Regions from separate parts of the Mus musculus genome. Here region 2 is linked to region 1. Evidence: chromatin contacts called from public Hi-C data. All regions are on one chromosome and are shown on one strand. Each heading gives the region's core, a stretch centred on a gene start, on an enhancer-like site or on the middle of the called end of the contact. The rest is flanking DNA. Distances are from core to core; before and after follow the strand shown.

Region 1 (5,556 bases), core at 879-3,378:
TGATGTTTTCCTATCAGGACATGTTGTTAAGCTGCCTTCTAAATACTTAGGATTAATGCTACTCTCAACCTTAGTCAGGGACATTTCTTTCCACTGTGGGTAGCAGTCAATGTGCTGAGAATAAGTGTTGAGTGTTCAGCCTTGTATTGGTTCCAGCAAGGTGCAGGGGATGCAGTAGAAGAGAAGGTGACAAGAATACAATCCTAGCAGATGAGGAGAAGCACTGTGAAGAGCTGTCTTCTGGACATGGTAGAGCCCTCCTGCCTTCAGAGAAGCTGTGGTTAGTTGCAGATGATCAAGTCAATCAATAATACCAGCATGGGTAAGGAGGGGCTTGTGGGACGCCAGCCCTAACTAAGATGCTACAGGCAATGGATGGGTACTGGGGACCAGAGAAAAGAGAACATGAAGACAGGAGGTATAATATTGGGGAGTCCAAGGCAAGTCTCAGGGGGAAATAGGAGAGCAGATATGAATAAGACACTATTGTATTTGTGTATGGATTTGTCAAAAAATATTTAAAAATATAAATACATGAAAAGAGGAGTTGCAAAAAAAAATCAGATCTTCATGGAGGATGGGGAGAAACTAGAGGCCTCTTACTGCTTGTAAGTAAAACTTTTAAAAATGTTAAACTTTGGGCTGGAAAGATGTCTCAGCAGTTAAGAGCACTGAGTGCTCTTCTGGAGGTCCTGAGTTCAATTCCCAGCAACCACATGGTGGCTCACAACCATCTATAATGGGAGCTGATGCCCTCTTCTGGTGTGCCTGAAGACAGCTACAGTGCACTCATATACTTAAAATAAATATTTTTAAAAATGTTTTTATTACATTTATTTACTATGTGTGTGTGTGTGTGTTTATAAACACGTGCTTAGCATAAGTATGAGACCAGGGACCATCCGACATGATTAGACCATTTCCACCACGTGAGGTCTGGACACCGAACTCAGGCTATCAGGCTGGGCGGCAAGTGCCTTACCTGCTGAGTCCTCTGTTGGCCTGCTGAAAAGGGAAACATACATACCCACGTTTCAGAAACTATAACTCTAGGTGCGTACCCCAAAGGAGAGAAAAACTTCAGTATACAGAGATTTTTGTAATGATGATCATGGGAGCATTTCTCATAATTCTTTTAAACCAGAAAAAAAAAAAGCCCTCTTCTGATGAATGTGTAGTGCTATATGTTGGTACAACGGAATATTATTCAGTTTTAAAGAAATGAGCTGAGGCATGATACAATATGGATGGATCTCCAACACGATACAAGGGAAAGTAAGGCAGACACAAAAGACCACAGGTTCTGTGGTGTCTTTCAGTTGAGGGTCTATCTATGAAAAGTTAATGAGCAAGTTCCAAAGCAGATTAGTCTTTGCCTAGGGCTGGAAGAAATGACTGAATGGACAAAGGGGATTTTCTGATGAGGTGTATTTATTCTATAAATATATATTATGAAGGGGCTCCATAAAGTCAGTCCCAAACAGACTAAAATATATAGTTGTAGTGAATATTAAGGTATATAAATTATACCTTTAAAAAGGGTGCTTAAAAACCAATAGACTCTCTCAAAAATGGCAATGGTATTTAAATGAGTGATTCAATAAATTGAGAAATATTTCAAAGTGTCGAGGGTGGTGCTCAAGGAAGACTTGTTATCGTGGAATGCCCTCTGTGTTTGACGCTACTAAGAGACCTGTGGTCAGCCATCTCACAGTTGGCTGTCACACTCAACTTAACCTCAGCCTCTCAGCTGCTTCAGATTCTCTCAGTTAAAAAAAAAAAAAGACGTATTTATTTTTATTTCATGTCTATGAATGTTTTGCCTGTGTGTATGTATTTGTTCCATATGCATGTCCAGGGTCCATGGAGGTCAGAAAAGGGCATTGTGACCCCTGGAACTGGAGCTATGGGTGGTTGTGAGTCACCGTGGGGGTTCTGGGAATGGAGTCTCCTGCTCCGCCAAAGCAGTAAGTGCTCTTAACCCTGAGCTCCAGTCCCTGATTTAATCACCACGGGACTATTCCTCTTGGGGCTGGGATTATTTTTTCCTTAGCTCTCTCTTAGCAGTCAGAAAGGACGGTCCATTCTTCCCTCTGACTCATCTGCTTTCTTTTCCACGTGGCAGGAGAAGAAAAGAGTTTTCAGTCACATCTTATGTCTCTGTGTCAGCAATTCAATTGTTCCCTTAGCAACCGTCCTTTTACTGCTGGCTTTCCCAGCTACAGATGCAGCAGTGCTCTCAAAGAGCTTAGATCACAAAACAGCTTGGGCCATCAGCGCCGCCGTGCCAGAAGCTGCTTTCTAAAAAGGCCAGTGTCTTTCAAGAGCAAATTATTTTTAAAACAATATTCAAGCCGAACATAGCATTTTTAGGCAAAGGCGACTATGGGGACACCACCAAGGAGAGATGCCTTTGAGGCGGGCTTCACCAAGGGAGGGTGCGCAGCCACCAGCCACGCTCACTGTTCATCTCCTTTCCCCGCGGACATTATGGGTCACAGGGGAAATCAGGAGAAGAGGGGAGGGGGCTGGCACAATGCAAAGCTGGCGATTCTTCTGCACACGGAGGGACTGAAGCATTATCTGTGCATGTGAAGCATAGATTTACCATTTTCTCGTCTCGTTGTTCACAGGAGCACTCTGCCCTTGACAGAACAGTCATCCTCCGGTACTTGGGGAGAATTGATTCTGGGAGGCCCTTCTCCTAAATATCAAGATGTGTGGATGCGCGCATCGTTTTCTTATGTTTACAGGGAACCTGTGCAAACCACCTGTCTAATTTAGTCAACTCCAGGTCACAGGCAATGCCTTAAACAACGTCCCATATTGTTTAGGGAACACTGACCTGAAAAAGCTTGCCCTGTGTTCCAGGAATTCACATCTCTTTAGTTTTCCAAATATTTCCCACCTGCAGCTGCTTGCCCACGGATGCGGGGCGCAACGTTCTCTTTAGATCGGAGGCATAGTTCCCTGTAGTATTTCACAATGGAACTTTTCCAAGAGCTGGCGTGAGGAGAAGAGAGGCCCTATAAACATCACCAGTAAGCACCAGGGTTTTGGAGTGAGAAAAGTGGAGCAGGAGCAGGGGAGATTGGTAACCCGCGGATAGGGTAAACAGAGGCAAGTGTTGACCTAGTGGAAAGAAATCTGGGAATACACCCAGGCATCAACTCAGCTCAGAACCCCACTTCTAGACCCACATAAAGAGAAGTCTGATGGATTCGGCTCTTCTCCCCTGGAGCCAGTCACTTGCTACTAGGACAGGATCGGGATAGAGAAAATTAGCGCAACTGCTCCGAGCCCAGCCCTGCCAGGTGGACTGGGAAGACCCAGGCCAGTCCCATGGAAGAGGCTGAGAAGATCTCTGCCTCCAGGAGTGCTTTGGCCACTAGGACCCCTACACACACACACACACACACACACACACACACACACACACACACACACACACACACACACACATCAGGCCAGGTTTGTAGGAAGGCATGCTGCTAATTCCTGCTGCTAGTGCACATGAGAGAAGACAGCAATGGAACTATTTTTCTTTGAAAGAAACAGAAATAGAAATGAGATTAGGCCAGCAGAATGGCTCAGGTCATGGAACCTGACAACCTGAGAAGGAATTTGCCTCCTACCCACTGGGCCAGTTCTGCGGCTGGTGGAAACAGAAGCCATGATGGGTAGGGATCATGCTGACGGTATCAGGCAGAGAGGGAGGGAGCAAAGGCAAGGTCATAGTCACTGGTCATGGCTAGGAGAAGAATCTGTATGCCTTTGGGGCTCTCTGGAGTCCTTTGATGGGGACTGTCAAAGACATCTAAGCCTGGTGAATAAACAAATAGGCTCTCAGAAAGTCCGTCCCAGTCTGTCTGTGCCAATATAAAGGAACCAGACGCTATAGGGTACTTCTCAGCAGACAGGGAAGGCTGAGTCCCTTGGTCACGTTTGATCATCAGCTTTCTCTTGCAAGCAACTAATGAGTAATCACAAGCAACCCCAAGTGTCTGCAGGAGGGAAAACCAGGGAAATGTTTCCTGATTTGCCTTTGAGTCTCAAGAGAAACCCAGCGCCGCCGACTAGCCTGCAGATTGTGCTATAATTACCTGCATTTCTCTTTCATGGTTTGCAATAGATCCTTCAGAGACGGCCTCGCCCACGCTCGCCTCTGAGTGTAAGGACCACACAGCAGGGACCTCAAAAGCATCTTGGAGAATCCCAAGGCCACGAGAGGCTGGTCTGTAAAGATAGAGGATCTTGGCTTTGTAAACACAGTAGAAACATGCGCCTGTGGGTTTTCTGGAGCTGGAGGTGGGGGTCAGGGGTGGCAGGTGGGAAGACTCACAGATACAGGTGTTTCACCTAAGGAGCTGCCAGAGGGTCTTTCTCGACACATATCCCAAGGACCTGACTTCAACACGCTTATGGTAGGCCCACGTACCTGCCCATGGTGGACCAAAAAGCTGCAGCAAGGTCACATGGTACACACTCCATCATCTTGGAAAAAAAACATAATTTATGCTTATTGAGCAAAGTTTTCTCTCCGCTCCAAGACTGCCTAGACGTGAAACGAAACTCTCCAGTGTTTCTAACTGACCTAGTAACATTTTAATGTGTTTCCATTTTTTTAGAAGAATCTGATTTTTTTTATTACATCTATTTATACTGTGCATGTGTATATTCACATGTGTGGAGGTCAGAGGACATGAGTGAGTGGCTGCTGTCCTTCTGCGTGGATTCTGAGGATGAAACTCAAGGAATCAGACTTGGCAGCCTCAGCCCCCAATATTTATAAAGAACACTTTGCCAGGTTTGGGCTTCCTCCTGGCTGAATTTTGCCATTGTAAAATCTATTCCAATAAAGAGGCAAAAGAATCGCAGCCCTTTCTCTTTAAACCATGTGCCTTGTACTTCCCAGAGACCTTTCTGAGCTCCCAGGAGGACAGTAGCAAAAGGGAGGCTGTAAGCAGTGCATCCATCCTGAAATAAACGTGCAGCAGGCAATGCAGGGAGCCCAGTGCAGCCAGGGCAGGGGCAAGAGCCAGGGGCGCCCTGACTCCAGTCCCGACATCACCGGGGAGATGGTGCTGGCACCAAATGACATTTTTTCCCTCTTCTGAATGATTTCAAAGGGTTGTAAGGAATCTGTCATACAAAAAGAACGTATAGAAACGTTATGAAAACAATATCCACTTGCTCTCCCAAGGCCATTTTTTTTTTTGCATGTGTGTGTGACAGGAGTATGGGTAGGTAGTTGTGTTCCAATGTGTGTGGCCGCACATGGTAATATCAGGTGTCTTCCTTGATTGCTTTCTTGCCTATTGAAACAGGGTTTGTCAGTGGACCTGTTTCTTGTCTCTCTACGAAGCTTGCTTTAGGATGTATCTTGTCTCTGGCCCGCTTCCAACTATTAGAAACACAAGTGACCACCACAGTTACCCATCTTTTACCTGGGTGCTGGGTACCTGAACTCTGGGCCTTACGCTTGGACAGGAAGCGCTGTCCCCTCTGAATCATTATCCTAGCCCGTTAAGACTATTTTATAGGTGGATGCTGGCT
Region 2 (5,096 bases), core at 1,073-3,572, 64 kb after region 1:
CCTCATTTACATTTCCAATGCTATCCCAAAAGTCCCCCATACCCTCCCACCCACTCCCCTACCCACCCACTCCCCCTTTTTGGCCCTGGCGTTCCCCTGTACTGGGGCATATAAAGTTTGCGTGTCCAATGGGCCTCTCTTTCCAGTGATGGCCGACTAGGCCATCTTTTGATACATATGCAGCTAGAGTCAAGAAGGAGCCACCTCTCTTGAGTTTATCTACATTAAAGAATCAATGTATATATTAGTTTATTCGCTCTAGTTTAATAAGAGCTTGAAACTCCTAACTATAACATGTTTTTTCTTGCATCACCAGAAATTAAGGCAAAATACGTTTGTTTGTTTTTTATAAAAACAAAATCCTATGTCTTTCCATATTTCTCACTGTTGCTCTTAAAAAGAAAAGAGGTTCCCACTAATGTCAATTTTATGTCGTCTTTTAGTTTTATTTTTTTTTTATTTTTATTAATTCTTTGAGAATCCCATACAATGTATCTTGGTCATATTCACCCCAACTCCTCCTGCAAACACCTCCCAAATCCAACCTAAGTCTTTTCATGATTCAATCTATGATATACAACCTACTGTGTGTCAACTATTCTACATGGGATCAGTCCTTACATGAGTTATTTTATTTACTTCTTGTGAAAGCAGAAACAGCCATGAAGTAGTTTGTCTCTGCATTACAGATTGTCTCTATCCCAGAGCTGTGAAATCTTGGACACAGAGGTGCCAAATAATTTAGTTAAGTATTGGAAATGGCCCAGTTGAAATTCAAGGGTAGTTAGCTTTCCAAGCTCAGCCCTTATCACTGGCCACAGAGATAATTACTCTGACAGCATGGCAGGAAGGGCCCAGCATGGTGGTGTGCCTGTAACCCAACTCAGCAGTCAGAAGCAGAAGTTACCACAACTCCAGGCCAACATGGGTCTCCTCCCCCCCCCCCTCTCTCCTAGGAAAGAAGACTGTCTGAAAAGGACTCTTAGGAATGTTCTTTATGTCAGTATGAAACATTTTAGGAGATCCTATTTTTCTATAAATTTAGGAGTGTGTAATTTTATTTTACATACTCAGATAATTATAGATAAACTACTCAACCACAAACTGCACTTTTATTTTTAAATCATCCTATACCATCACTCTCAAATCTGAAAATTGAAGGTAAACTCATTTTTGTCTCTAGTTCTGTCTCTGTCTCTCTGCCTTTCTCACACTCTCTCTCAACTCTCACACACTCTCTCTCAACTCTCTCTCACACACTATCTCTCTGTCTCTGTCTTTCTGTCTCTGTGTGTCTCTATGTGTCTCTGTCTCTGTCTCTCTCTGTCTCTCTCTCTGTCCCTCTCTCTGTCTCTCTCTCTGTCTCTCTCTCTCTCTCTGTCTCTCTCTCTGTCTCTCTCTGTCTCTCTGTCTCTCTCTTGCGCGCGCCCACACTTCCGGATCTACTAACCTACATCACCAGGCTCAAGGGTTTCTCAGAGACTCCCTCAACATTAAGGATACTAATTGATGCTCTAGCAGTTACAGGAAGATCAAAGAACCGCCCACAGCGCTGAGCTGCGTTTCATCTTCCCCAGACCAAACACTAATACTGCCCGTCCCCCCAACCCACTCCCCCTCAAGCTGGCTCTGGACCAATCCGCTTTCCTTTTCCTTACATGCTCCCCCGCCCTAAAATAGCCCTGTGCCAAAAATAAGCAGTCAGAAAATGCTGCAGAATGAATGGAGAAAGGTAACTTCACTATCATCATGGCTCCCTTCTAATTACCAGGCTTGTTTGTTCTTTGCTGGTAGTGATTCAGAAACCTGTCAAGGGAACCCTCCCCAGTCCCTCCGCAGTCCCTCCCTGGTCCCTCTCCCTGTTCCTCTCCCATGAGCCAAGGCAAGAATACTACTAGCTTGCTCTCCTCCATCTCAAAGGCTCAGGGCACTGACAAGTAGCCCCCCTGCCCCAGAGTCTCAAACTCTGGTCCAGCAAGAAGTTGGTGGGCTGGCATTCAAAGGAGATCTCTGTTTTTCTAAGAAGCACGGCTCTAAGAGAGGACCCCTGTTTCCTGGGTCAGGACATTATCTTTCTGGGGCTAGCACCATAATGCAAGGCGTATTCTGTCACACATTACAAAATGAAGTGGTTACATCTAGGTGAACCTATCACTGATGGCTTAAGTTCCTTCCAGGTTCCATAAGGAAGACTGAACTAGAAAAGATGGCCCCTCAAGAGCTTCACAGAATGAGGGGCACCAGGAAAGTGGCTCCCTGAAGAGCCTGTTTAGCAGTGACGTCAGTCTGGGGTGTTCTAGCAAATCAGACACAGGAATCTTCTGTGGCTGCTTGCAAGCCCTTCAGGATGAAGGTTCCTCCCAGCAGGCCTTGGTCAGGGTCTCTTCCCACTGTCATCTGGGCCGCCAAGCAGTAAGGGTTCTGGGTGGGGCCAGAGCATTTTCACACCTATTTATCTGTCTTGAGTTCTAGCTGTGAGTTCAGCTCTGTTCCCCATCAGCTCCTGCTGCCAACAGTGGGTCTCAGTGTTTGGGGTAACAATGTGTTAGGCTTTCCTCACCATCCTGGGTTACCCATTGCCAAAGAAATCTTTTCTGTAGAATATGTCTCTGTCTCTGGTTCCTTTTCTCCTGGTTAATATTATCAACTTGACACAACCAAGAGTCACCCAGAAGAGGGAGCCTCTGTTGAAGGGTTGCCCAGATCAGATTGGCTGTAGCCAAAACTATGAAGCACTGTCTTGATTGTGACTGATATGGGAAAGCATAGCCCACTGTGGGCGGTGCCATCCCTAGGCAGGTGGTCCTGGGTTGTGTAAGCAAATGAGCTGAACAGGAGCTGAAGGGAGCAAAGCCGTAGTCAGAAATCTTACATAGTTTTTGCTTCAGTTCCTGCTTGAGTGCGTGACCTGACTCCCCCCAGTGACAGACTGTCGCCTAGAAGTATAAACTAAATAAACTCCTTTTCTTCTGTGTTGCTTTTGGCCATGGTGTTTATCGCAGTGATGAAAGCAAACTAGTACCCTCTCCCTCTTCCTCTCTCTCTCTTTTTCTCCTTTCTCTCTTTACATGATTTCCTCCCTGAGGAGTCTTTCTAAACCCATCTCCACCCTTGTACAGCTACAGCAAACGTTATAGCTAAGGATTTGAGCTGTCAGTCTCCAAGACTTCCCTTTGCCCACCTCTGCCCTCTCAAGTCTATCAGGAAACCACTGCCCAGTGCATTTGACGCTGATGACGCTTCCATTCTCGTCATGGCCAGCTAAACACCCTTAATGAGTTTCTTAAAAACTTCATGCTACGTTAAAGACTGCCAAGGAAAGGTTTTTGAAATACAAACTTTGGTCTCTAATTTGTGCTGGCTTTCGGTCTGAGCTAAAGGACTTAGTCCATAGGAATCCATACCACAGACCTTCTCTATAGAGCCTGGGGGGTGGGGGGCAGGAACTGTGTCTAAATGAATAAATGTCACCTCATAGCTACCAAGGACTGTACAGGTAGGAGAAGCACTGCCTTCTTCCCAGGGGTCAAAGATTAGGGCTCTCTACAAGAATACTGGTTAGGGAGCTGAAGAAGATAGAGTACCAAGACCCCTAGGCCACCTTCTATCAGAACCCCTGCTCCCTCCCACTCCTAAGGCAGCTTCCTGAGGTGAGAAGAGGAGGGGAAGTTGGTCAGCTGAGGTGACAACAGCAAGTTTCTATTGCAGTCACTGAGCAGATGGGACAGACATCAGAGCCCACACCAGCTCTGCAGGACAGGCTACTCGGAGAGGTAGAGAAAAGGGCTGAGAGGAGAAGGAATGCTTTCTGCTGAGCTGACAAGCTGAAAGTCAGGAGGACAGTGGAGCCCTTCTCCACAGCGCTAGATTGTCCTCCCTGCTGTAGTATCTAGCTCTCATATGCAGGCTATAGATTAATAGCTTGTCTGTTTGATAAAAATCTCTTCTCTTGGCCTATAGACCCAGTAGGACCTACTCCATTGTCCCTGAACGCACTCCAGTGTCCAACCACACGCTGACTGGTGCTGTCATATCTAGGTATCCCCCCTCCCTTTGCTACTTGGGTCTCGGCTTATCCCTCTCTCTCAGAACTACACCCGACTGCTTCCTTTTACAAGTGAGGATAGCCTGACTGTTCCAGTGCTAACTCATTCCTGGGTTCATGGTCATTTCTAACCTGCATTACGACTCCTACTGCATCCCAGCTGATAGGCCTGATGTCACCAGTAACATCAAGGATGTCAAATTTAGCAGGCAGTTTTGATCCCATTTGTCTCGATCTCTTTAGAGAATTTCCTTAGAATTCTTGTCTCTCTGGCATCTGTACAAAAGTGTTTTCTTTCTTTTTTCTTTCTTTCTTTCTTTCTTTTTTTTTGCTGGCCAGGCTCTCCTTGTCTCCAGGCAACAGCGCTGATTTTCTTTGGAGTAGCCACCCTTGCTGTGCCCTCTAATCTGTGCCTGGTGGGAAGGGCTGAAGGCAGGCCTCCAGCTCAGGGCTGTGTCCAGTCCATGCCTGACCAGCAACAGCAATGTCTACTGTTTAGCTGGACCCCACGAGGGACATAGTCCTTACTATAGGTGGTTTGTAGGTCTGAAACTTCTGTTGGTGACCTGATCAAACCATCACACGAAGCCCCACCTAAAAAAGAAGCCTAGTGGAAGAAGGCAGAACTGAGAGATGGGAACCCAAGGTCTTGCACAAACACTTGTATCCAGCCACGCCTATGACTAATCTTGATAATCAGAACCCATACATTCCTTCTGGCTGATGCTACTTACCTGGAGATAGATTTCAATAGTGTGCACTGGAAAGAGTCCCGACATATGCTCTACTTCACAATGCTTGCTGCCACCTACTTGTCCCCTCCCAAGCTTCAGCTCCAACCCACTTGAGTATACAGGTCATGAAAGACCGATCCCAACTTGACTTCTTGATTTTTATGTCTCACAAGGCAATCTCAGCAATCTCAAATTCAAAGCCAGTTTACACAGGTTCCATGGAAGGACACCAAATATTAGTGTCCGTCCTGAGCTGGGTATCAAGAAGGCCTCACAAAAACCATCAGCCACTTGTGTTCATCTCAGTGGTGGACTTC

The links. Hi-C and Micro-C count contacts between places; a contact is called where the count stands out from the background.
Region 2: a contact with region 1 is called in a Hi-C map of cortical neurons, with 2.1 times the contacts expected there. The contact joins two enhancer-like sites. A contact is called at or near these places in 1 of 15 datasets of contacts at CTCF or cohesin (CD8 T cells), 29 of 484 Hi-C or Micro-C datasets (the AML12 cell line, B cells, CD4 T cells and 18 more) and 7 of 115 datasets of contacts at active chromatin or transcription factors (CD8 T cells, Th17 cells, bone marrow-derived dendritic cells and 4 more).

The regions. Positions count from the first base shown.
Region 1 is chr4:32,072,618-32,078,173 of GRCm38.p6, forward strand. No RefSeq gene overlaps it. Among named protein-coding and RNA genes, the nearest start is that of Gm52717, 86 kb to the right of the region's middle. Within about 2 kb of position 2,129, at least 107 of the 459 cell types and tissues checked have an H3K27ac peak or open chromatin away from gene starts, as enhancers often do. A contact at or near this core is called in cortical neurons, where this site is marked.
Region 2 is chr4:32,136,584-32,141,679 of GRCm38.p6, forward strand. No RefSeq gene overlaps it. Among named protein-coding and RNA genes, the nearest start is that of Gm52717, 22 kb to the right of the region's middle. Within about 2 kb of position 2,323, at least 11 of the 459 cell types and tissues checked have an H3K27ac peak or open chromatin away from gene starts, as enhancers often do. A contact at or near this core is called in cortical neurons, where this site is marked.